Regions from separate parts of the Sus scrofa genome. Here all the other regions are linked to region 4. Evidence: chromatin contacts called from public HiChIP or PLAC-seq data. All regions are on one chromosome and are shown on one strand. Each heading gives the region's core, a stretch centred on a gene start, on an enhancer-like site or on the middle of the called end of the contact. The rest is flanking DNA. Distances are from core to core; before and after follow the strand shown.

Evidence for each region. HiChIP or PLAC-seq counts read pairs in DNA pulled down with a chosen protein or histone mark.
Region 1: an H3K27ac HiChIP or PLAC-seq map of alveolar macrophages shows a contact between it and region 4. The contact joins the promoter of EHBP1L1 here to the promoter of SF3B2 in region 4. A contact is called at or near these places in 3 of 5 promoter capture datasets (fetal liver, fetal skeletal muscle and liver) and 2 of 2 datasets of contacts at active chromatin or transcription factors (alveolar macrophages and skeletal muscle).
Region 2: an H3K27ac HiChIP or PLAC-seq map of alveolar macrophages shows a contact between it and region 4. The contact joins the promoter of KAT5 here to the promoter of SF3B2 in region 4. A contact is called at or near these places in 1 of 5 promoter capture datasets (liver) and 1 of 2 datasets of contacts at active chromatin or transcription factors (alveolar macrophages).
Region 3: a contact with region 4 is called in an H3K27ac HiChIP or PLAC-seq map of alveolar macrophages. The contact joins the promoter of SIPA1 here to the promoter of SF3B2 in region 4. A contact is called at or near these places in 1 of 5 promoter capture datasets (fetal liver), 1 of 47 Hi-C or Micro-C datasets (liver) and 1 of 2 datasets of contacts at active chromatin or transcription factors (alveolar macrophages).

The regions. Positions count from the first base shown.
Region 1 is chr2:6,675,628-6,681,252 of Sscrofa11.1, forward strand. EHBP1L1 (EH domain-binding protein 1-like protein 1) reads right to left here and starts at 3,094. Exons shown (of 18, transcript XM_021082847.1): 1 at 2,959-3,094; 2 at 506-563; 3 at 197-292. The coding sequence starts at 3,062. It overlaps SSSCA1 (Sjoegren syndrome/scleroderma autoantigen 1), which reads right to left. Exons shown (of 5, transcript XM_021082852.1): 5 at 5,205-5,625. FAM89B (protein FAM89B) reads right to left here. Exons shown (of 2, transcript XM_021082853.1): 2 at 5,205-5,625.
Region 2 is chr2:6,569,967-6,575,551 of Sscrofa11.1, forward strand. KAT5 (lysine acetyltransferase 5) reads right to left here and starts at 2,252. Exons shown (of 14, transcript NM_001243915.1): 1 at 2,227-2,252; 2 at 2,061-2,127; 3 at 1,667-1,735; 4 at 1,444-1,580; 5 at 1,016-1,171; 6 at 851-925; 7 at 673-747; 8 at 1-201. The coding sequence starts at 2,238.
Region 3 is chr2:6,616,382-6,621,720 of Sscrofa11.1, forward strand. It overlaps SIPA1 (signal-induced proliferation-associated protein 1), which reads right to left and starts at 2,175. Exons shown (of 16, transcript XM_021082850.1): 1 at 2,070-2,175. It overlaps PCNX3 (pecanex-like protein 3), which reads right to left. Exons shown (of 34, transcript XM_021082830.1): 30 at 5,099-5,246; 31 at 4,769-4,999; 32 at 4,407-4,681; 33 at 3,929-4,072; 34 at 2,832-3,845. The coding sequence ends at 3,275.
Region 4 is chr2:6,293,346-6,298,692 of Sscrofa11.1, forward strand. SF3B2 (splicing factor 3B subunit 2) reads right to left here and starts at 2,205. Exons shown (of 22, transcript XM_003122505.4): 1 at 118-2,205. The coding sequence starts at 250. It overlaps GAL3ST3 (galactose-3-O-sulfotransferase 3), which reads left to right and starts at 4,452. Exons shown (of 3, transcript XM_021082815.1): 1 at 4,452-4,663.

The DNA.
Region 1 (5,625 bases), core at 1,844-4,343, 380 kb after region 4:
CTTTCATGGGCTGGTAAATGCCACCTCCTCCAGGGAGACCTCCAGGGCCTCTGGCGCGGAGTACGCCCCCTGCGGTGCCTCTTGGTCTTACTCCCTGTTCTTTGCTATTTGGAAGGATGACCCACCAAGGGTCTCCTGTGGCCGCCCCGGGGTTGCCATCACTGTCCCCATCTCGGCGGGAGGGCTGGAGACTCACCCTGTATAGGGTCACAGAGATGTCCACGTTCTCAGGTACCATCCATACCACGGTGCCCCGGTACGGGTTCTGGATGCCCGGCTGCCAGCTGTGGGCCTACGAGGAGCAGTCTGAGTCCTCCCCCTAATCTTTATTCCCCCCCTCACCCCTTGCCTTTGGCTCCAACCTTGACCCCATCTTCCTCTTCCTTCTGTGGATTCTGATCCGAACCCGAACCTGACTCCACTCCCCCATCAGCCCTCACCCACTCATCTCACCCGCCCAGTGGCCCCAGCCCCGATCTGGACCCTCGCTGACATTCTCCCCCACCTTGGAGCAGATGCGTCGGTTCCGCCGGGTCCACACCACCACCAGCTTGTCTGGTTGCCTAGGAGGCAGGGTCGGGGGAGGGGGGGAGGGGGCTGTTCAGTCAGGCCCACCCAGTCTCTCCATCTCTTCCAGAGTCTTCCTTTTGCCCACAACCCCCACCCCTCAGAAAGGGCCTGACGGTCCCTTATCTGGGGCCACAGGGAGCAGGGTGGGGCTGCCGAGGCAGGGTGAGGCTTGGGCCAGAAGGGCAAAGGCTCGTGGGTTGACAGGGGTCAAAAAGGAACTAGGCACAGGGAGAGACGGAGACAGAAGCCCAACAAGGCCCCTGCAAGAAACAGACTCAGACACAGAAATGGGGGGTTGTGGTAAAAGAAGTCCATTCACTCACAGATATCTGCAGAGTGCCTACTAGAACCCCAGCCCAGCCTGGGGGCAGAGCAGAGCAAAGGGGAGGCACCATCCTTCTAGGGCAGGGAATGGGCTATGGGAAGGTCTGGAGAAGGAAGGTTCCAGGCAGAGGGGATGGCAGGTGCCAGGGTCTGGGGATGAGGGTAGGTGTAAGGCCGGGTGGGGGGGCAGAGGCTAGAAAGTAGTCAAAGAGGCATAGGGTCACCTTGTCATTAGATACCCTGCCAGGATCTTCCAGCCCAGCCTTTTGCTTTGCAGGGCTCCTGGTTCCCACAGGGGGCACCAGGCAAGACTTCCGGAAGGTGACATCTAAGCTGAACATCAATGCCAAGGCCAGACTCAGAAGAGAGGCAAAGAGACGTGGGGAGACAGAGACAAAGCAAGGGGAGAGAGTCGCGTATGCAAGGCTGAGTTCCAGACATGCGGCTGGGCCTGGAAGGGAGAGGGTCCCTTTGGGTTAGCGGGGCTGGCTGCTGCCTAGGAGGCTGGGGGTGGTTGTGGGATTGTCAAGCCAATGGCCACACAAGAGCCCTCCTTGCCTGTATCCAGTCCCACACCAGCACACTCAGGTTCACCCTGCTCACTGCCCCTCTGGAGGCTGAGCTGAGATAAATGACTCTCCTGTCAACCCCTGAGGATGCGAGACCCAGAGAGGTCAGGGGCCAGGGGAGGGCACACGGCTGAGCCTAGAGCCCTCCAGCCTGGAGCCAAGTGCCCCTCTTGGCCCCCAAACTGCAGGCGACGACGTCTGAGTAAGGGCAGCCAGGGGGCTTCCCAGAAAGGGGAAGCAGAGAGTGGGAGCCGAGGGTGGGCGGGGCCTGGCTGGGCAGCCTGACTCAGGCTGGGCACACCCTCCTGGGGAGCTGCGACCTGAGCCAGGGCAGTTTCCTAGCCTGGGCTGCCGGCAAAAAAGCCCAGGAGGTTCTGCCCATCCCCTCTGACTCAGACACGCTGACACTGCCCAAACTCTCAGCCGGCTCTCCAGGACCATGCCCAGGGTCCCCCTGGCCTCATCAAGAATGCTGGGGCACAGGGCAGAAGCCATAGGCCAGAGTTCAAATCCCAGCTCTATGCCGTGTTATTCCAGCCTGCCTCTCTCCTTTCTGGGTCTTGCCGAATGGTATGAACCACCCTCAGGCCTAGTCAAGACCAGGGATGTGACAGCTGCCCAAGGGACCTCAGGCCTCCTGCTCCCTCCCCTCCCCTTAGACCCCCTGGTCCCTTCCTGTCCTTCCTCTTGGGAGCCTAAATTTAGCCCCGCCTGGCCCCGCGGGTGAGGCCCCCACAGCTGTGCCCTAATCCAGCCAAGGGAAGCTGACACCAGCAAGCACGTATATTTAGGGTGTGACGCAGGGGCCTGGGCAGCTGCGGGTGGGGGCATGGGAGATGCCCCTGGGCCCCGTGGCAGTCCGGGAAGGTCCTGCTGCCCCTCGCGTATCTCCCCTCACCTCACCACCTGGCCTTCCCCAGGCTCTCTGCTCCCCGACCCACAACCTCCCAGGCCCTCAGGCCCCTTTAAGCTGCTCCCCGCCTTCCTCCCTCCCCATCCTTCCCAGCGCTCAGTTTCCCCTTTTAAGGATATTGTGGAGACAGAGCCAGCCTCCCAGCGCCCACTGTGGTTCCAGGGGCGGGTGGTTCCTCTGGTTCAACAAATGGGCAGGGGGAGAGGGGAGCTGGTCTAAGGTCCCTGGAGTTTTCTGTCCCGGCCCCTCCACCCGCAGGCCTCAAAACTTGCTCCCTTGTCGGACGCCACCCTGAACCATCCCTCTGGCCGAAAACGTGAGGCCTCCCTTCCCCCAGCCGTGAGCGCGGCTGAGGGAAGTGTGGGCGCAGACAGGTTCTCAGGCCTCCACTCCCAAGGCTGCCCACACCCCCCAACAGTGGGGAGCCGGGAGGCTGCAAGGGCACCGCTCAGTGCTGGGGCACCAGGGCCCAGGCTGGGGGTCGGGGGCCTCTCTGGCCCCTGGGCTGGGGGCAGGGTTCTCCGAGAGGCGGATGGGGCCCCTGGCGGACTGGGGGGTCCCCCAGGCCTCCCTCCCACTCACCATTTCTTGGTGCACTCCACCACCAGCTCGTGGTAACAGGCCACAAACTGGAACTTGGCGGCCCGCTTGCCCACGCGCTGCAAGCGCTTCCACACGGAGGTCATGGCCCCACAGCCCCCGCCGCCCGCTCCTCAGATCCCGGGCTCCCGCCGGCCCGCGACCGCTGGCCCGGCCCAGGTCCCCATGGCCTCCCAGGCTCCCGTCGGCGCCGCCCGCCCCGTCTGTGGGGACGGATCGGAGGCGCGGGCCGGGGGCCGCTCTCCCCGCCGCCGCCGGTGCCCGCCGGGGGGTCTGGCTGCGTCAGCGGGGTCGTCTGGGGCGCGTCGGGTCGCTGGAGCGCAGAGCGGCGAGCGCGCCGTTTCCTGGAGCCGCACCCCCGTCGGAAGGCCAGGCGGGCGGGGCTCCGGGGGGGCGGGCGCGGGGGGCGGGGCGGCCCGGCTTCCGGGGCCTCGCGCGGCGGGCGCGTGGGGGCGGCGCGTGGCGGGGGGTGGGGGCGCGAGGGGGCGGCCTGGACCGCAGCGCCTCCGGCCCGCGCGCCGACGAGGTGTGGAGGCGCGCGCGGGCCGGGGCAGGAGGCCACCCGCAACCGGTGCCGCCCTCGCCAGCGCTGCCCCGGCCGCCTCCCTTCCTGCCCGCAGCGCGGCGAGGTGCTCAGTGGTGGCCCGGTTTCGCAGGCCGGGGAAAGAGACCCAGAAAGGAGAAGAGACTTGAAGGGTGCCAGTGGGCCGGGCCAGAGCCCACTGGCCTCAGCGCTGGGGAGGCCGGCTCCTGCTGCCACCGCGTCTTAACCGGAGCAGGAAGGAGCAGAGGCAGGGGCCGGCCCGGGCGCCCTACCTGTGGGCAGCACCCACTGGCCAGGCTCAGGACCTGCGTCTTCAGCTGTCAAGTGGGAAGGTGTCCCACCGTCCGCACACGGCTGACTTCCAAGTGTGTGACCTTGGGCAAAGGACGAGCACCCGGGGCCTCAGTTTTTACCTCTGTTCAACAGGGATAATTATAGTTTCTCGCTTCACATCATTGAGAACCAAACCTTGGGAAGCATTTTGTGTGGAGCCCGACTGATGTTGCCAGGTCTTATTAAACGAAATCCGTTATCACTGTCGGAAAGAGTGTGTGTTTACCCTCCCTCCCCTGGGGCGTTAACCGCTCTGTTCACACCTAGATTAGAGCCCTTATCACCTGCGCAGCTGCCCGTAGGGTAATGAGCCGTGGCAGGTGTCTGGCCCAGAGTTAGATCTGCCACAGGGATCTAACACCAGCCTGTTCCCTGTGCCGGTGCGAATGTTCTGCGAGGTTCGTGAATGGACAGAAACCCGGTTCTTGATCAATACTAGGTTTCAGCAGGAAGTCTGGTCTGCCAGAAGTGCCAGCTGACTGTGTCCAGGAGACAAGTGACTGTGCAGCAGGCGTGGGGACGAGCAGCTGGTAAGCCTCACTGAGCAACCTGAGGTTCTTTTCTCTTGCTTTCAGTAAGTTGTGGGGTGTTGTGTGTGTGTGAAGGCAAATAAGCAGGCTTCTTCCGGGGGGACCTGACAGCTGGGGTTTGGCTCCTAGGCCCAGCATCAGGGTTCTGTTTCCTAAGAGAAAGCATTTACATACAACCCCAAATGTCCCAGGTGATGTGGTAGGGAAGCCGGCATAGAATGAAGCTGTCTGGGCCGCTGGGAGTCTCATGCACTGAAGCCAGAGGAGGGCCTGCTTCCACCTGCCCACCAGGGCTCCTCTTGGCTCTGGGGAGGCCTGGGCACTGGCACTTAACCCGCCTCTGCCTCTGCAGTTCTATCTTCCCATCCAAAAGTCGCTACTCATTCCCAGGCCCTTCCAGGAGGCGCCTTCCCCTCTCTTGCCTTGGGCCCCTCGGCCTGGCCGGCCCGGGCCCACCCATTTCCTGTGCCGCCCCAACTCCGCCCCCACTCGGGTGGAAAGTTTCTCTCCTCAAGCAGGGCGGCTCCTACTCCTTCCTTCCCGGCGGGCCAGGAAAGCCCAAAGCGAGTAGGGAGGGGGGCTGGGCTCCAGGCCTCCGACCACAGAGGGGAAGTGACTCGCTCGCAGTCACACAACCGCGGGTCCAGGATGGGCCAGCTTGGAAGGCTCGGCAACTCTGCTCAGGGAGCGAGGATTCGCACCCTGCCACCGCCAAGCCTCTTCCACTCGGAGGTCTCGGGCGCCATCTGCCGGCAGAGCGTGGGGCAGCACCTGCCAGAAACATCTTTCCGCTCCAAAACCAGACAGTCAGAACACACTAATGCCGAGAGAGTATTTATTTATCTAGGCGCCCAGGAGGATGGCCCCTAAACTTAAATATCTAGCACGGAGCTTTGGCCCTCCTGGCCATGGGTGGGTGCAGGAATGGGTCCTGGAGCCCTTGTCTAAGGCAGTGGAACCCAGGGACCAGAGGAGGGATGCCCCTGAGCCAGCAGCTGCCAAGGGCAGCAAAAGATTAAGAGATAGGAGCCAGGCACTCATCCCAATCCCAGAGATGTCAAGGAGAGTGCCCGATGTTTTGGACCCACAGCCAAACTGAAGGTTGGCCAAGCTGAAGTGCACGCAGGTGGGAGAAGAGGAGGTCCAGTGCCATGGGCAGAGGCTGTAGCCCAGGTACCTGCCCCAGTGCCAGCTAACTCAAGACAGGAGAGGGTAGGCAGTTTTAGCTCTGAGGGGCCCAGG
Region 2 (5,585 bases), core at 1,002-3,501, 280 kb after region 4:
CTCGCAGAGGTAGAGGACGGGCAGGGTGGTGAGCTCCTGCGGGTACGGGGAGAAGTACCACGGCTTGAGGCGGTGCCGGCCCAGCTCGATGCACTCAATGTTCTTCATCCGGGTGACGATGTCGTCGTGGCTGCGGTCAGACACCAGGCTCCCAGTCATGCGAGGAGCCGAGGGTATTCCGTCTGAGCTGTCCTGGGAGTCCTGCCCGGGGCCACGGAAAGACGCCAGGTTACAGGAGACAACTCAAGCAGGACACTCTCTGGCTCACAGCCCTCCCACGGGTTTCCTAGTGGGGAAGATACCATAACCCCTACTTTCCAGTTAAAGAAACCAAGACTTGGACAATTTTCATTGGAAACTGGAAAAGATGACCCAATGCTTGATCTGAACCAGTTCTGCCTCACTCCTAATCCCAACACCACCTCAACCCAGCACACTCTGTTCATCTTCCAACGAGTCACTGAACTCTCTGCCCTGCCTACGTCCACTCCTTTTTTTTTTTTTTTTTCCTAGCTACAACATGCAGTGGCTTGATGTGGGAATCTCAGTTTTCAAACCAGGAATTGAACCCAGGGGCACAGCAGTGAGCGCACACTGATTTCCAATTGCTACCCACCTAGGGAACCCCCTGTCCCCTACTTTTCACCCCGCTTCCCTCTTCCCCAGACCCACCTCGTCAGTGCCCAAGCAATTTGATTTTCGCTTCCGCCCTGGCTGAGCTGCCACTGCCCTACGGGCTGATCCATTCTGAAGGTGAGATGAAAGAAAAAGGAGTAGCTGTGAGATGCACCTGAAAGGGGCTACCAGAAGGTAGAAGGGGAGGGAAAAAGAGATGGTTTGGGGGACTCACCTGGGGAAAAACTGAGGCCGGGGCTGTCTCGCTGGGCACCGGAGTTGCTGGTGAAACCACCTCCACCTTCCGTTTCTGCAGAAGAGAAACCAAGAAAGGTGGGTCAGAAGGTAGGGAAGGTGGGACCTGAGAGGAAAGCAAGGTCCCTGGAATTGCTGAGGGTACCGTTGAGCGGTGGTTGGGCTGCAGGCAGGAGCTGGAGGAGAGCGGCTGGTCGGGCTCGCCACCGGGAATGGCCTCCCGCTCCTTGGGCAGGTTGAAGCGGAGTGTGATCTGGACCGGGATTGGCAAGGTCTTCCCGCTGGCCTGGGCGGAGGCCGGCTGTAGAGATAGGTCCAGGGTCTTCCTCTGGGGTGGGGATGGTGGTGGGATGGGGAAGGGGAGTAGGGGCCCCTCAGTGTGTAATGATCAAACCCCGCCCCTCTCAAGGACGCTGGACTCTGGAAGCTACATCTGCAATTTGGCCCCCATCCTTTGCGAGCTGAAGCCAGGGTGGGAGGGCACAGCCTCCTGCCCAGCTGGGAGCCACTGAGGCCAAGAGATGAGAGAAGTAGGAGGCAGGAGAGAAAAGTTGAAGCAGGGGACCTACTCACCACCTCTCTCTCTGGAGAGCCGGGGCGGGACCCAGGAAGTCCGTTCTTGGTGGGGGTCTTGGCCTCTTTCTTGGGGAACTGGATCTTCTTTAGGTCCAGCCGCTCATGAGTCACCCATTCATCCAGGCGTTTGTTGACTGCAGCAGTGGGGATGGCTCAGGAAGGAGTGCCAGAGGCTGCCCCCCGCAACCCTAGCCCCACCTCATCCCGGCCCAGAACTCACAGTCAATATAATGGACGTAAAAAAGCTTCCGGCCACTGATGTCCTTCACGCTCAGGATCTCGGCCAGGGCTGTGGGCACAGCACAGGGAACGGCCTTAGAGCGGCCAGGCCATGAGGCTCCGCCCTTCTACAACCTGAACTCCACCTCCAGGCCCGATCCCTGAGCCTCAGCACTTGGAAGCTCTCGCCCAAGCCCCCATTAGTCACCAAGTGTCATTCCCTTCTCCAAGCCCCGCCCTGTCCATCTCCAGCGGCTAAAAGCCACGCCCCTCGTGAATATCTGCGCCCCGCCCGCCCCAAGATTCTAGAGGCCCCTCCCCCTCCCTGGGGTTCGCTTGACTCCCCCCGCCCCTCGCCCTCAGGTTCCTTAGCCCCGCCCCCCGACGTCACTCACGCCACTCATCTTCGTTGTCCTGGTTCCGCCGCAGCACGGGCAGGCGGCAGCCCTCGATTATCTCCCCCTGGGGAGACAGCGCGGCGCCAGGGTCGGCTACTGGGGGGCCTCGGGCTCTACCCACCTCCCCTGGCTCCCTCCGCCCCGCCCCGGGCACCGGACTCACCACCTCCGCCATCTTCCCTCCCTCCACTGCCACTTCCGGCCCCTCTGGGAGACGTCACTTCCGGGACCGAGCACTTTGTAGGCCCAGGTCTCTCCAAACCGGCTTCAGGAGAGGACCCTGGAGAGACCCCGCAACCCAGCTTGCTCATGGAGCCGGCCCGTTTGGCTGGCGGGGGAATAGGGTACTGTAAGTCTCAAACCAGGTCTTCGGTGGAATCCCCACAACGTGCACAACGATTGGAGGAAAACTGAGTCCGTCACGTGACGCTCACCGGGTGCGACGCCGGTCACGTGGGACTGGTGTTTGCTTCGCCGGCGGCCGGGTTTGGGCGTCTCCTAGTGGCCGCAGGATGCGTCTCGGGGAGTGAACTGCGCGTGCCCGGCTGGGGGTTGGGGCGGGTCTTGAGGGTTTGAGGGGCTGGAGAAGTGGGTGGGACTTGAGGGACTTAAAACCCTCGCCAAGTTTGTGGCCCTAACTCCTTGGGGTTGGGAACTCACGGAAGGTTTGTAGGTTTGTTGTTTTGTATAGTAGGTTGCTAATTACAGGAGTAATACATCATTCATGCATACATTCAACAAATGTGTAGTAAATCACCTGCCACGTACCAGGCACTGTTCTAGGAGCCTGGAATACCTCAGTAAATAAAGAATTCCTTTTTTTTTTTTTTTTTTTTTTTTTTTGTCATTTTGCCATTTCCAGGGCCGCTTCTACGGCATATGGAGGTTCCCAGGCTAGGGGTCGATTCAGAGCTGTAGCCGCCGGCCTACACCAGAGCCACAGCAATTTGGGATCCGAGCCGCGTCTGCGACCTACACCACAGCTCAAGGCAACACTGGGTCCTTAAACCACTGAGCCAGGCCACGGATCGACCCTGCAACCTCATGGTTCCTGGTCAGATTCGTTAACCGCTGAGCCATGATGGGGACTCCCAAGGATTCCCTCCTTTTGTAGCTTACCTTCTTGGAGGTTGGGAGGGAAAAGAGGGGCATAGGTAACACCTGGTTAATAGCGTTAAAAAATAAATTATCTAGTCTATTAAATAATGATAAGTGTTTTGAGAAAGCCCCCTCAAAGAAGAAAAAAAGCACCAGGTGAAGGAAAGGGCCAGATAGGCAAAATGGCCAAATCCAACCCTCTGCTAGCTTTCCTACAGCAAATGTACTAAGAATGGGTTGGTTTGTTTGTTTGTTTGCTTTTTAAGGCCGCTCCCAGGTTTCTGAGGTTTCTCAAATTTGTATCTTCAGCCCAGATCTCCCTCGACTTTCTCTGCCTACTCGACACCCCCATTTGGATGTACCAGGGGCATGTCCTGAACTGAACTCCAGATCTGCCTTTCTGGTTTCTCCTCCCACCTTCTTTCTTCTCCCTCACTGATGAGCTGGTCCATTCAGTTTCTCAGACCAAAAACCTTGAAGTCAAGAAGACCTCTGCTCTTCTCCCATTCAGCCCGTCAGCATTTCTCTCACCCCACTCACTTCACTCTAGCCACACTGACCTCCCAGGGTTTCTAGAACACAGCAGGCGTATTCCTCCCCCTGGTCCTGTGCTCTTTCCTTCCTGCAACATTTTCTCTCTATTTATCCACTTGTCTTTCTCCCTCATCCCGCTCAAATGTCACCTTCCTCATGAGGCCACCTCTAACTCCCCAAGTCAGATCTGCCCACCACTTCATCTCCCTCCTCTGCTTCATAGCATTTATCACCAGATGTCATTTATTGTACTTATTCACATGTTATTGTCGTTCCCTCACTAGAATGTAAGATCCATGAATGCAGGAGTCATATGGTTTTTCCAGTGCTATTTTCCCAGCTTCCATAGGGCCTGACTCGAAGTAGGCTTTCAGTTAGAAACTGTCAAATGGATGAAATATACGGTGGCACTCGGAAGCCAGAGGTGTGAAGTGACATTTGCTGCAGAGAATGATCCATCTTGTAAGATGGGAGGGAAACCCAGAGTTCAGAGGAGACAGCACTAGGTGGGGGTCCAGGCGGGGGTCTCTGAGCATCTGATATCTGACCTGCAGTTTAGGGAATGAGAAGGAGTTGGGCCAGAGAAAGGAGTTGGGGCCATTTCTGGTGGTGAAACAGCAAGAGCAAAAGGAGAAAAGAAATAGCCGGCAAACATGGCAACAGGGCATCAGTCATTCAACAGTATCAATTGAGCGCCAACTCTTTGCACCCCCCCCCCCACCGTGGGAGCAACTTGAGTGAAAACAGATGAGGCCCCTACTGTAGTGCATCAGATAGGAATTGTTAGCAAAACAAAGCATGAAGAATCCCTTTGGACAGTGGTAAGTGCTGAGATGATGGTAAGACAGTGTGATCAAATGAGGAGCTGGTTAACTTGGGCCCTTCTAAAGGCTGCCACTCAGGATTCCTACCCCACAGAGTCACAGGGCCCCTCTCCAGCTGTGTACAGAGGGAACATCTCCAAGTGCATGGTCCAAAGACATGCGGGCTTTGGGAGAATTCACCTGGGGGCTCAAAATCATTGAAGGTGCAAGTTCTGCCTTCTTAGCCTGGCCTCCGAAGGGTTAATTTCCTCCTTCTTATGGTGGACTCCTCTTTTTTCGTCCATGCCCACAGCATCCAGAAGTTCCCGGGCCAGGGATCGAATCTGTACCACAACAGTAACCTGAGCCACAGCAGTGACAATGCTGAGTCCTTAACTGCTAGGCAACTGGGGAACTCCTTATGGCGAACTCCTCTTACAGTCGCAGGACAGCTGCCCACCGCTCAAGAGCCTGCATGTGTCTGAGGCCAGGTCTAAGGAGAAAATATTTTCTCTGGCTATAGAAGGAGAGTCCTGAGCTTTCCTCCGCTTGAACCACTTTAGGGCATGTGCCTCTGCCTCAACCAATCCCTGTGGCCAGGGGGATGGAACTCCACTGGTTTAGACAAACAAGGGCCCACTGGCAGGGGTGAGGGTAGACGTGTGGTTTGGTGTCCCCTAAGAAAGAGGAGCCAGTGTTGGGGGACAGGAAGTGGGAATGATGGTATAGGAATCAGATCGCCGGCAGGCCCAATCATGGCCTTTCATGGCGCTTTTGTAATGAAGTCAGGTTTTGTTTTAAGTGCAACAGGGAGCCACCGGGGAACTGGAGTGAGAAAATAATGTATCTGGTTAAAGTTTTAAAAGATGCCTGAGGGGGAGTTCTCATCGTGGCGCAGTGGAAACAAATCTGACGAGGAACTATGAGGTTGCGTGTCCGATCCCTGGCCTTGCTCAGTGGGTTAAGGATCCCGAGTTGGAGTGAGCTGTGATGTAGGTCACAGATTTGGGTCAGAACTAATGTTGCTGCGGCTGTGGTGTAGGCCTGCAGCTGTAGCTCCGATTTGACTCCTAGGCTGGGAACCTCC
Region 3 (5,339 bases), core at 925-3,424, 320 kb after region 4:
AGCCCTGAGCGAGGGTCGCCACCAAGACCTGGCCCAACCGGACAGATGATCTGTCTCTGCTGGGACGGGAAACCCATGGGGCCGCTGGTGTCTGGGTCCTGCCCGCTTGACAAAGGGAGGACGTCCTGTCCCCAGAGACCTTCCTCCCTGCTCCTCCCACTTCCTCCAGGATCCCAGAGGCGCTGAGCACCCAGAGGCTGGGTTTCAGTGCCCTGGCTCCCAGGGCCTCAATACCTCAAGGACACAGGGGTTCCTAGGGGACACTGGCAGGGCAGCAGGAATGGCAAGAGGACTTCCTTCGGCACAGGAAGTGGCCCCAACTCTGGGCGCAGCCCCCTGTCCGGCCCCACATCCTGAGGAAGGTTCTGGGGTCACCGTAGCTCAGTCATGGGACCCAAGTCACCCTAACCTGAAGGTCAGGCCTTCAGGGCTCATCCTCCTGCAGGCTACTGTGGCCGTGCCGGCGGCCAGGGGATGGAGTCACCCTGACCAGGCCCCTTCGCTGGAACTGGGACTCATGGGGATGTCTGTCTCCCTGGCCTCACTGAGGCCGACAGGGAAGTCTGAACCCCACATGATGGTCCAGCTGAGGTCCAGATAAGGGGATGATGCTCTTGCCTGAAACGCTTTCACATCAGAGCCAGAATTTGAACCTGGGTCTGTCAATTTCCAGGGCCTAAACAGGGCTGTACCTCCCCACTCCTATCCCTGTATGTGTGGGTGGGGGGCAGGTGGGGGGTTGGGCCAAGGCTCAAGGTCTCACAGGATGTAAGAATGAGACACCCAAGGCCCCAGGGACCTGTGAAGTGCGGAAATGTGTCAAGCCCAGTGGTAGGTGCAAAGGGCGGTGTGAGAACGTGAGGGAAAGCCACCCCCAGGTGAACCCAGGATGGCGCTGGGGCAGGAGATGTGTGGGTAACCCACTAGGGGTGCAGGCACCTGCTGGCGGGTCTTTGTGCATCACCCAGTGACTGTGTGGGGCTGGGCTAGGAGGGGGCGGAGGCAGAGGCCCCAGGCATCCCTCGGCTAAAGCTCCAGAACCAAGCAGGGACAAAGCCTCCGAAGCTGAGTGTCTCCTCCCTTGGTTTCTCCTGGACAAGGTCCTGACGCTAACCCTAAAGTTCTGTTCTCTCATCTCTAAAACGGGGTTAACCATTCCTGCTGCCCCCCAGCACTGCTGGGAGACTGAAAGGAAGGTGAATCGAGCGCAGCTGGCCATGTGTTAGTGTGAGGTGGCAGAGGCAGGCCCTGGCTCCAAGTGCCCAGCTCCTGGGCCTGGACTGTGGTGTGGGTGAAGTGTGTGTGATAGGGGCGAGAGAGGACATGTGCGAGGGGGGTCTGGGCAGGGCCCCACTCCGGGTGGGCTGAGCTCTGTGTAGCTGTGCGGGCATGGCCTGTGGGCTGCCTCTTGTTCTGGCACAGTGCCAGGCTCTGGCCCTGCCTTAGGGGGTGTTCTTGGGCTCTGCCCCCCACCCGGCAGCTTCACACAGGGTCCATTGAGGCCGGGACATTCCTCGCGGCCTGTGTCACTGGGAGGAGGGGGCCGGCCGGCTCCCACAGATCCGGAAGGCCTGGCTGCCCCAGGAGGAGGCGCTGGACGCTTCCCAGCACATCTGGAGGTCATGACCCCACTTGTGCTGCCAGGGGCCGCGACAGATGTTTCCTCCCAGGCCAGGCCCGCGGTTGGGGGGCAATGTGCAAAGGCTGGGTAGGAGGCCGCCCAGGCAGAAGGGGAGCCCCAGGATAGGGGGAACCCGGCACACAGTCGGCAGGCAGCAGGGCAGTCGCCAGCGCCGCTGAGAGGGAGTCGGGAACCTTCGCATCCACTCACCCGCACGCACGCCGGTGGGGGCCGGGGCCATCGGGCAAGAGGGTGGGGGTGGGGCGCTGGTCAGAGGCAGGGGACTGGACTTGCTGACTTGGGACTGGAGCCCAGCGGGAGATTGGGAGGGTGCAACAGCGAACGAGGAGAGGACCCCCACCCACCCTCCACCTGGGTCCACACCAGGCCACTTCCTTCCCTGTCTGGCCCGACCACCGTGCCTCCGCACCCCCGCTCCCGCCGGTACCTCTGGGGCTCCCGCCCGGCCGCCTCCTCCCGCGCTGGGGTCCCGCTGCCTGCTCTCCCGCTACCGCTCCGGGCGCCGGCTCCGCCTGGGGGCGGGGCTATGCCGGGGGCGGGGCCGGCCCGGAGGGGCGGGGCGGGCCCGCGCCGGCCGCGGCGGGAAGCGCAGCGGGGCGGGCGGGGACTGCAGGCTTGGCCGTGGTCAGCCCCGCGCGGGGTTTGAGCGCCTGCCCTGAGACAGGCCCAGCCCAGCGAACTGTCCGACCTCAGCCCTCGGCTGAGAAACCGGAACAAGTGTACCTGCCTCCCTAACCGACTTGGGGCGAGGACACCGAAGGGTTCAGCTCCTGCCTGACACACAGCAAGGGCTCAGCAGGCGCCACTACTCACGAGCACCGGGTCCTGCTCTGCACACGCGCGCTCGTGTACCCTTAGAACCCAGGGGTCAACTATGTTATACTGAAGAAACTGAGGTTCAGAGAAAGGCTCTGGCCAGGGTCAAGGCTGGTAAGCGTAGGAACTGCAACTCTTTGGACGTTTCATGCTGAGACATGGAATGCAAACTTCAGATCAAGGCTTGAAAAGGGAACAGGCTCCTGAGGGAAAGGATCCCGTCCTACTTGAACCTCACCTCACCTTGGTCTAACCTTGACCCTGTCATAACCCAGACCCACATCCCTCATGCCCTCTTCTGTGCTCATCTACCCTGACCTAGCCAGCTCTTCTCCCCTCCACCCAAACGTCCCCAGATAGAAGAAACTGCCAACCAAAATCAAAAATAGTGTTATTAATTCTGGTGTCTCCGAAGCACGAAAAAAAAAAAGAAAGAAAAAAAAAAAAAAAAGAAACCTTCCCTTCCCACATATCAGCCCCAAGTCCAGGTCAGGGGGCTACCCCTGCAGGCAGTGCAAGCCAAGGCAGTCCTGGCCATGGGCTTGAAGGGGGACCAGCCCATGGGTTTGGCTCTTGGGCCTGGCTGGGAGGCTGCCTGCCTTTGGGAGCCCAGGCCCTGGATTAGGGATGAGAGATCAGGGGTCAAGGTCAGAAGTCTGGGCTACTCAGTTCTGGTGCTCTGGCTAAGGCAGCCAGAGGTCAGGGTTCACATGTGGGAGTCAAAGCCACTCAGTTCTGTGGTCCAGTAGAGAGACCCAAAGGCCAGGGGTCCAAGTTACTGAATCCAGGGCGAGGACCCAGCGGGAACCGGGCCACTCAGTACTGATGCTCCAGCAGGGGCTGGGCAGCTGGGCTCTCCTGCTCCTCAGCAGGCGCAGGCCAGTCGCCCAGGGCCCCCGTGGGCGTGCCACTCTCAGCAGCACTGCCATCCAGGCAAGGAAAGTCCTGTGCGGCTCTGGAGGGCGAGGCGTCGGTGTTGATATCCGGGCTGAGGCTGAGGTCTAGGGGCGCCTGGGGAGGAGAGAGAGGTTGGTGGGAGAGCAGACCTGAGCTGCCCGGGACCTGACCCTCCCATAAGAACCTTACCTGAGATTTGGGGGTGCTTCCTTTAGGGCTCCCTGAGGCTGGCTCCCCCTCGGATCCCCCTAGCCCTTTCCGACCCCCCAGGCTCCACTTCCCGCTGGGACCCTCAGAACTAAGGAGACCAGGGCCAGGGGGCCTTGAGGGCCTGGGACCCTCAGTGGGGGCAGGCGAAGCAGGGGACGGTCCAGGGAGCCGAGGGGGCGGCCACTGCAGCAGAGGAGGGGGACGCCCATCACCAGAGCCACTCAGGGAGGGCCTCGGGCCCCAGGCAGGGCCTGGTGGGAGGGGCTGGTCGCCGCCGCCTGTGGGAGACAGATAAGAGGCAGAGACCTTCGTGGGCCAGGCCTCCCTCCTCACTCACTGGTTCGCCCAGGCCCGGCCTGCTCACCTGCTGTGTTCTCAGGTGTGGGCTGTGCCAAGGGAGGGTTACTGGCAAGAGAGGTCAAGCCGCTGCCGCCGCCACCGCCGCCGCAGTCTGAGTCATCCACGTTCCCACCGCTGTTGCAGCCGGCACCACAGCCCTTGTGAAGCCTGCGGGAGGAGGCAGAGAAGAGACTGGCGGGGGTGGGGGCTTGGGAGGTGGAGGGGAGACGCAAAGGCCCCCGACCCAAGACAAGTCACCTAACATCTCGGAGCCCCAGGGTCCTGTTTCTAGAAGACTTTGCCGCCTGCCTGCCAGGGCTTTTGAGGAAAGCACTGAAGGCCAAAGGCCACCTTGAGCTCGGGCTGAGGGGAGCAGGGGGTGCAGCTGGATGGGCCCTGAGGGCTCAAGCCTGGCTCCCGCACTCCCTCAGTCAGACCCAGGAGGGAGCCTCTGCTTCTCGCCCCATGGACCTCACAAGCCAGTGGTGGGGTCGGAGCGCACCTTTCCCAGCTGTGCAGAAGCCAGCGGGCGATGGCGCCCAGGCTGACGGGGCCACCCCACAGCGCCCGCAGCTGGGGGTGGCTGCCGGCCAGCGAGGTGGTGAGGGGCGACACGTAGATGGGGTAGCCCAGCGGCTGGTCGCAGGAGGAATTGATCATGTTGCGGAGCGCCTGCTTGGCGTTCTGGATGCTGCCTCTCTCGGGGTTGCGGTTGCGCAGGAACACCAGCTCCTGCTGCTGCCCGGCCCAGAGGCCGCGCACACACTCACGGTTCACCTGCGGAGGCCACACGCCAGGGTCAGGAGGGTGGCCGGCCGGCCGGGCAGGCGGGGGCCGGGGCAGAGGAGAGCGGGGGGGCCTGACCTTGATGACGCGGAAGCTGAGGTGGCGCCGGTTGAGCATGATGATCTTGTACTCGTCGGAGGCGTCGTCCAGGACGTGGCGCAGGGCCAGCAGCGAGGGCGTGTTGCTGAGGATGGCGCTGCGCCAGGCCGGGTCGCCCTCGTGTGAGATGACCAGCCGCTCCTCGTTGGCCGCGATGGCATCGTACAGGGCGGCTGGCTCCTCGTACTCGTCTGGGGACGTGAAGTGGTCCTGCAGGGATGACAGGCAGGCTGAGGTCAGCAGCCCCCGCCTTGGGTCTGAGGCTCCACCGGCCACCCGGCCACCCCGCCTGGGTGCACCGCTGCCTACCTGGTGAAGCTTGAGGGCCATGCGCACCCCAGGTGCCACCACACGGTGGAGCAGGTCCATGTCGGCGAAGACCCACTCGTCGCGTGGGGAGGTGATGCGGAAGTCCCCCTTAAAGAGGGCGTGCAGGCCGTAGAGGAAGGGCTCCAGGCTGCGGAAGAGGAGCCGAGGTGACCGCCCAGGGCTCTGGGGCCCTGAGCTCGGGCTCTACACGCAGCAGTCGGAGCAGAGACCATGCTGGGCC
Region 4 (5,347 bases), core at 955-3,454:
AGGCCCAAGTCAAGCCCCCGCCCCCCCCAACTCTTCCGCCCCCGGGTCTCCGGGGTAACCAGCTCCGCTTCCCCGCGGGCCTACACTTTCCGGCCCTTGACCACCCGTGCTCCTCACCCTGGATTGGAGCGCCGATCTCCGCTAATTTGGCCTGAAGCTCCTGAGCAGCCCAGGCACCATAATGCCCAGGAGGCGGCGGCGGCGGCAGCTGCAACTCTCCTTTCGGAGGCTCGGGATGCTCGGCCGCCATCTTAGCCGCAGGAAGGCGCGCGACCCACCCGGAAGCTCGGGCCGGCCTCCCGGCCCGCTTCCCGGAACTTCCGGCAGCGCCATACGCCACGTCCGCTCGAGGCTGGTTAGGCGGACCACCCTCTGCGATTCGTCAATGGTCCCTAGGCGGCCTGGCCGCGAAGCCTTCTGGGAGTTGTAGTGCGCAGATCACGGTCTTTGCGGGCTCAACAGGATAGGGCCTCTGGGAGGAGGGTGGTCCGTCGCAGTACCGGGAACGCTGGGGGCCGGAGCCGGGGTGGGACTGTGGGGACCGCTGGTCCGGAGCGGAGGATGTGCTTTCTGCGTCTCGCTGACCGCTGCGCAGACCTCCCCGCCTCCGGCCCGACTCCAGCTCAGGCGGGAGAGGCCCAGGCGCAGACGTTCCCGAGGACTCATTCCCCGGGCGGCCGCGCGCTGTGGGCGCCGGGCGGGAGGTTGCAGCCGATGCCTGGGATAAAACAGTGTCTGATTGTCTGCCCGCCCACTCCCGGCCCAGGCTTGGATGAATGGCCTGAAAGGGAATCGGAGCCGGAATGGAGCGGGCCCTCCGGGCTGAGCTCCAACTGCCGACCTGGGGGAAGGGCCACACTAAAGACCCTTTTTCCACCTTCCCGGCTAGCTCAAATGTCATCTCCTAGCTCAAATGTCATCTCCGCTGAGCCATCTCCTGCCGCCTTCCTTTCCTGCTCTGGAGCTTCCATAACACGTCCAAACCTCCGTCATTTGTTTTAAAGTCTTTCTTGCCCCTTATCCACACTTCCAACCCCAAAGAAATGAGTCTTGGAGTTCCCATTACGCCTCAGCAGGTTACGAACCTGACTAGGATCCCTGAGGATGCGGGTTCGATCCAGGCCTCGCTCAGTGGGTTAAGGATCCAGCGTTGCCATGAGCTGTGGCAGCTCAGATCTGGTGTGGCTGTGGCACAGGCCAGCAGCTGCAGCTTCGATCTGACCCCTAGCATGGGAATTTTCATATGCTGCAGGTTCAGCCCTAAAAAGTAAAAAAAAAAAAAAAAAAAAAAAAAAGGCATGAATCCTTTTTACTGTCTCACAGTACCTGGCGTTAAAGAGGCGCTTAATTGGAGTTCCCTTCATGGCACAGTGGTTGACGAATCCAACCAGGAACCATGAGGTTGCGGGTTTGATCCCTGGCCTTGCTCAGTGGGTTAAGGAGCTGTGGCATAGGTCGCAGACGTGGCTCAGATCCTATGTTGCTGTGGCTCTGGCGTAGGCCAGTGGCTACAGCTCCAATTAGACTGGGAACTTCCATATGCTGCGGGTGTGGCCCTAGAAAAGACCGGAAAAAAAAAAAAAAAAGAATCGTCTTTATGGCGACAGGATAAACTCAGGCCCTTTTCTTTCCTCATCCCTAGCAGCCTACTGGCGCAGCTGACCCTGCCTGGTGCTCCCCTGCCCCACCAGTGGCCTGTGCCCCTTATGTGTCCGCCTTCACGTCTCCCTGTCCTAACTACTTCCTGCCTTTGCCACTAGCAGTGAGGTCCCTCTCCCATTCTAGCTCTGCTCTCTGACAGCCAGGCTTACCTCGCGCGCGCGCACGCGCGTGTGTGTAGGTCTCATTATCCCCATACCCCTACACTCCTCAGATCTCTCTACCATGCCCTATTTCACCAACCATCCCCAAGAGGAATACCTGGGAGCAGGGAAAAAAGAATGAGACGTCAGGTCCAGGGAAGGTGAGATTTAGGAGAGACAAAGTAAAGGACTGGGCCACGAAGCTTGCTTACATCCTAACCCTGGCTAGGAAATTCTCTTTGCTCCTGCCCGAACCTGGACTCTTCCCTTTTTCATCACTACCACCACCCCAGTCTCCTGACACTCCCAGAAAAGACAAACCCAAAAAGGAAAGAACAGTAGTGCCTTCCTCTCCAGCCTGTCTGCCCAGACAGAACCATTCCTGACCCAAAGGAAGTGTCCTCCTGGTCCCTTTTACTGGAAAGCCACGGCAGGTCATCTGAAGCCAGGGGCCTCCACGGCACAGGTTATGTGCTAAGGAAGAGGCTGGGGGTCTCAGAGGCAGGATGAACTAAGGGCTAATGGCTGAGGATGCAAAGTAACCAGGGCCAGAAAGGGACAGGCCAAGTGGGGCCTCATTTTACCATAAGAGCCCTAGGACCCAGACAGGATAGGACCCCCCCACACCCCCAGTTGTGCAGAAGGGAAGACTGAGGGACAGAGAGAAACTGACATGCCCGAGGGGCTAGACTGGGACCACGAGCAGTTCTCTGGACTCTGAGGGTCCCCAACCCTTCTCTGCCTTAACAAAAACACTCTCATGATACCCACCTGTGTGGGTCTGGAATGGAATCCACCCAAAGCTGGCAAGCTCCAGGATGCTTGCCATACCAGGCCAAGAAGGCGGGATAAAGCAGGGGTTCATGAGAACCACATAAGTAAATGTGCAGCTCTCGGGGCCTGGTATGACTTTGGGAGGTGCGGCTGCTTGGCTTCCAGGTGGTTGGAGCTAAGTGCTAAGAAGGCAATAGAGGAGTTCCCGTCGTGGCACAGTGGTTAACGAATCCGACTAGGAACCATAAGGTTGCGGGTTCGGTCCCTGCCCTTGCTCAGTGGGTTAACGATCCTGCGTTGCCGTGAGCTGTGGTGTAGGCTGCAGACGCGGCTCGGATCCTGCGTTGCTGTGGCTCTGGCGTAGGATGGCAGCTACAGCTCCGATTGGACCCCTAGCCTGGGAACCTCCATATGCCGCGGGAGCGGCCCAAGAAATAGCAAAAAGAAAGAAGAAAAAAAAAGAAGGCAGTAGAACATTCAAGACCCCTCTCACACAAGGTTCAAGCAGCGCCTTCACATTTATCACCTCTGCAGTCTCTGAACAGCTCCAAGAACAGCTCCCCACTGTAGAGCTGGAAGCAACCAGGCCCACGGAGTTGCTTCTTGACTCTGGAACTTAAGTTCAACCAGGGTAGAACCTGAGTTCTCTGACTCCTAGCACAAATGCCCAGGCAAGGGTCCCAGGCCCACTAAAGCTCTGGTCAAGAGTGAATACATTCTTGGAGTTCCCGTCGTGGCTCAGTGGTCGACGAATCCGACTAGGAACCATGAGATTATGGGTTTGATCCCTGGCCTCGCTCAGTGCGTTAAGGATTCGGCATTGCCGTGAGCTGTGGTGTAAGTCGAAGACGCGGCTCGGATCTCACACTGCTGTAGCTCTGGCGTAGGCCAGTGGCTACAGCTCCAATTTGACCCCAAGCCTGGGAACCTCCATATGCCGTGGGATCAGCCCAAGAAATGGCAAAAAGACAAAAAAAAAAAAAAAAAAGACTGAATGCATCCCGTCATGGCTCAGTGGTTAACAAACCCAACTAGTATCCATGAGGACTTGGGTTCAATCCCTAGCCTTGCTCAGTGGGTTAAGGATACGGCGTTGCTGTGAACTGTGGTACAGGTCACAGACAGTGATTCGAATTCCACGTTGCTGTGGCTCTGGCGAAGCCCAGCAGCTACAGCTCTGATTTGACCCGTAGCCTGGGAACCTCCATATGCTGCGGGTGCGGCCCTAAAAAAGATAAAACACACACAAAAAAACAGTGAGTGGGTCCAAGGTTCTGTTCACTTCAGTGGCACAGGCTCAATCCCTGGTCCAGGAACTTCAATGTGCCACTAATGTGGCCAAAAAAAAGAGAGAGAGAGTGCATCTGGATTCCTGCTGGAGAGTAGGAGGGGTCAGCCGCAGGGCTCAGCCGCAGGGGGCTGCCTCAGCAGCTGCACAGGAAGGGGTCCAGGGCGTGAGGGCAGAAGGGCCCAGGCCTGATCTGGAGCAGTGCTGGAGATGGAAAGAGAAGAGGGTAGGCGCACACAGTGGGTACTTGCACATACACCTGTCTCTACCTCCCCCGGGACCTACCACCCCAAGGATGGCCAGTGGGGCACAGGAATGCCCAGCAATGCCAGAGTACCCAGATACCTTTTAGGCCTCAGTTTCCCCTTCTGTAGAGTGGGGGCAAGGAGCTGGCCGCCTTGGTGTCCAGCCTCTACAAGGTTCCAGACTCTGCAAGGGTGCTGAGGAAAGATGCCCGCATCCGAAGATGCCACTCGGAGTGTTCCCCGGCAGCCTGTGAGTCAGGGCTGCCCCCTCCCCTCCCCACTCCTCTTCCCCTCCTCCTCCCCTGCTCGCCGGCCCCCGCCCCCGCCCCGCCTCCGCCTCCGGTGTGTGCGATGGGGGGCGGGCGGCGGGCAGAGCCAAGAGCGGAGAAGCTGAGCCGACACTGCCACCTGATCCCATCCAGGCGCGGAGAAGCGAGCGACCAGCACTCTGCTCGCAGGGCCCCCAGCGCCCTCGGCCGGAGAGCGGATTTCGCGGCAAGGATTGGGAAGTAGCGGCGACCACCCCAGCCCGGGTCAGGCGGAGCTCGCTCAGCGTGAGTACTGCAGCGGCCGGCCGGCCGGCCGGGGGCGGCAGCGGCGGGGGTGGACCGGACCGGGGATGGGGGATGCCGGCTGCGCGGGAGAGTCGCGGGGGGCAGCGCCTGAAGAGCACGAGGAAGGGGGCTCTTTGCCCGGCCGCGCAGCGGGAGAGGAGGTGGTGAGAGAGCGAACCTGGCCTGTCCCCTATGGTGGCCAGGTCCCAGTGACTGGATCCCTAGGGGAGGGTGGGATAAAATTGAGGGGATGGGGGCTGGGAGGGTGGCGAGTAGCGATGGAGAGAGGAGGATGAAGGGAATTCAGAGGCAGAGATGACGTGGGTACGCATGACAGGAGAGGGGATGGGGGCGTGGGGAAGGCCTGGTGCAGGTTAGGGGCAAGAAAAGGAAGGCTAAGAGAAAGGGGAAAGAAATTTGATCTCCTGGGCCACTAATTTGCAAACCTCCCCCTCAGCCCGTGGCCCTTTCATCTGTAATGCACTGGGCAACGTCCCTACTCACTGGGCTGTGCCATCCTTGATAAGGATAGGGCCGCCCGGTGGTCCAGCCTCAGATCTGGGTGGGCCAGGCCAAAGCGCCCTCCTCCTCTAAAAGCACCAATAGCAGCCCCCGAGCTTACAGGGAAGAAAGGGGCTCAAGCAGGAGTGGGTGGGCATCCAGGCTGGTTTTCAAAGCTTTGGC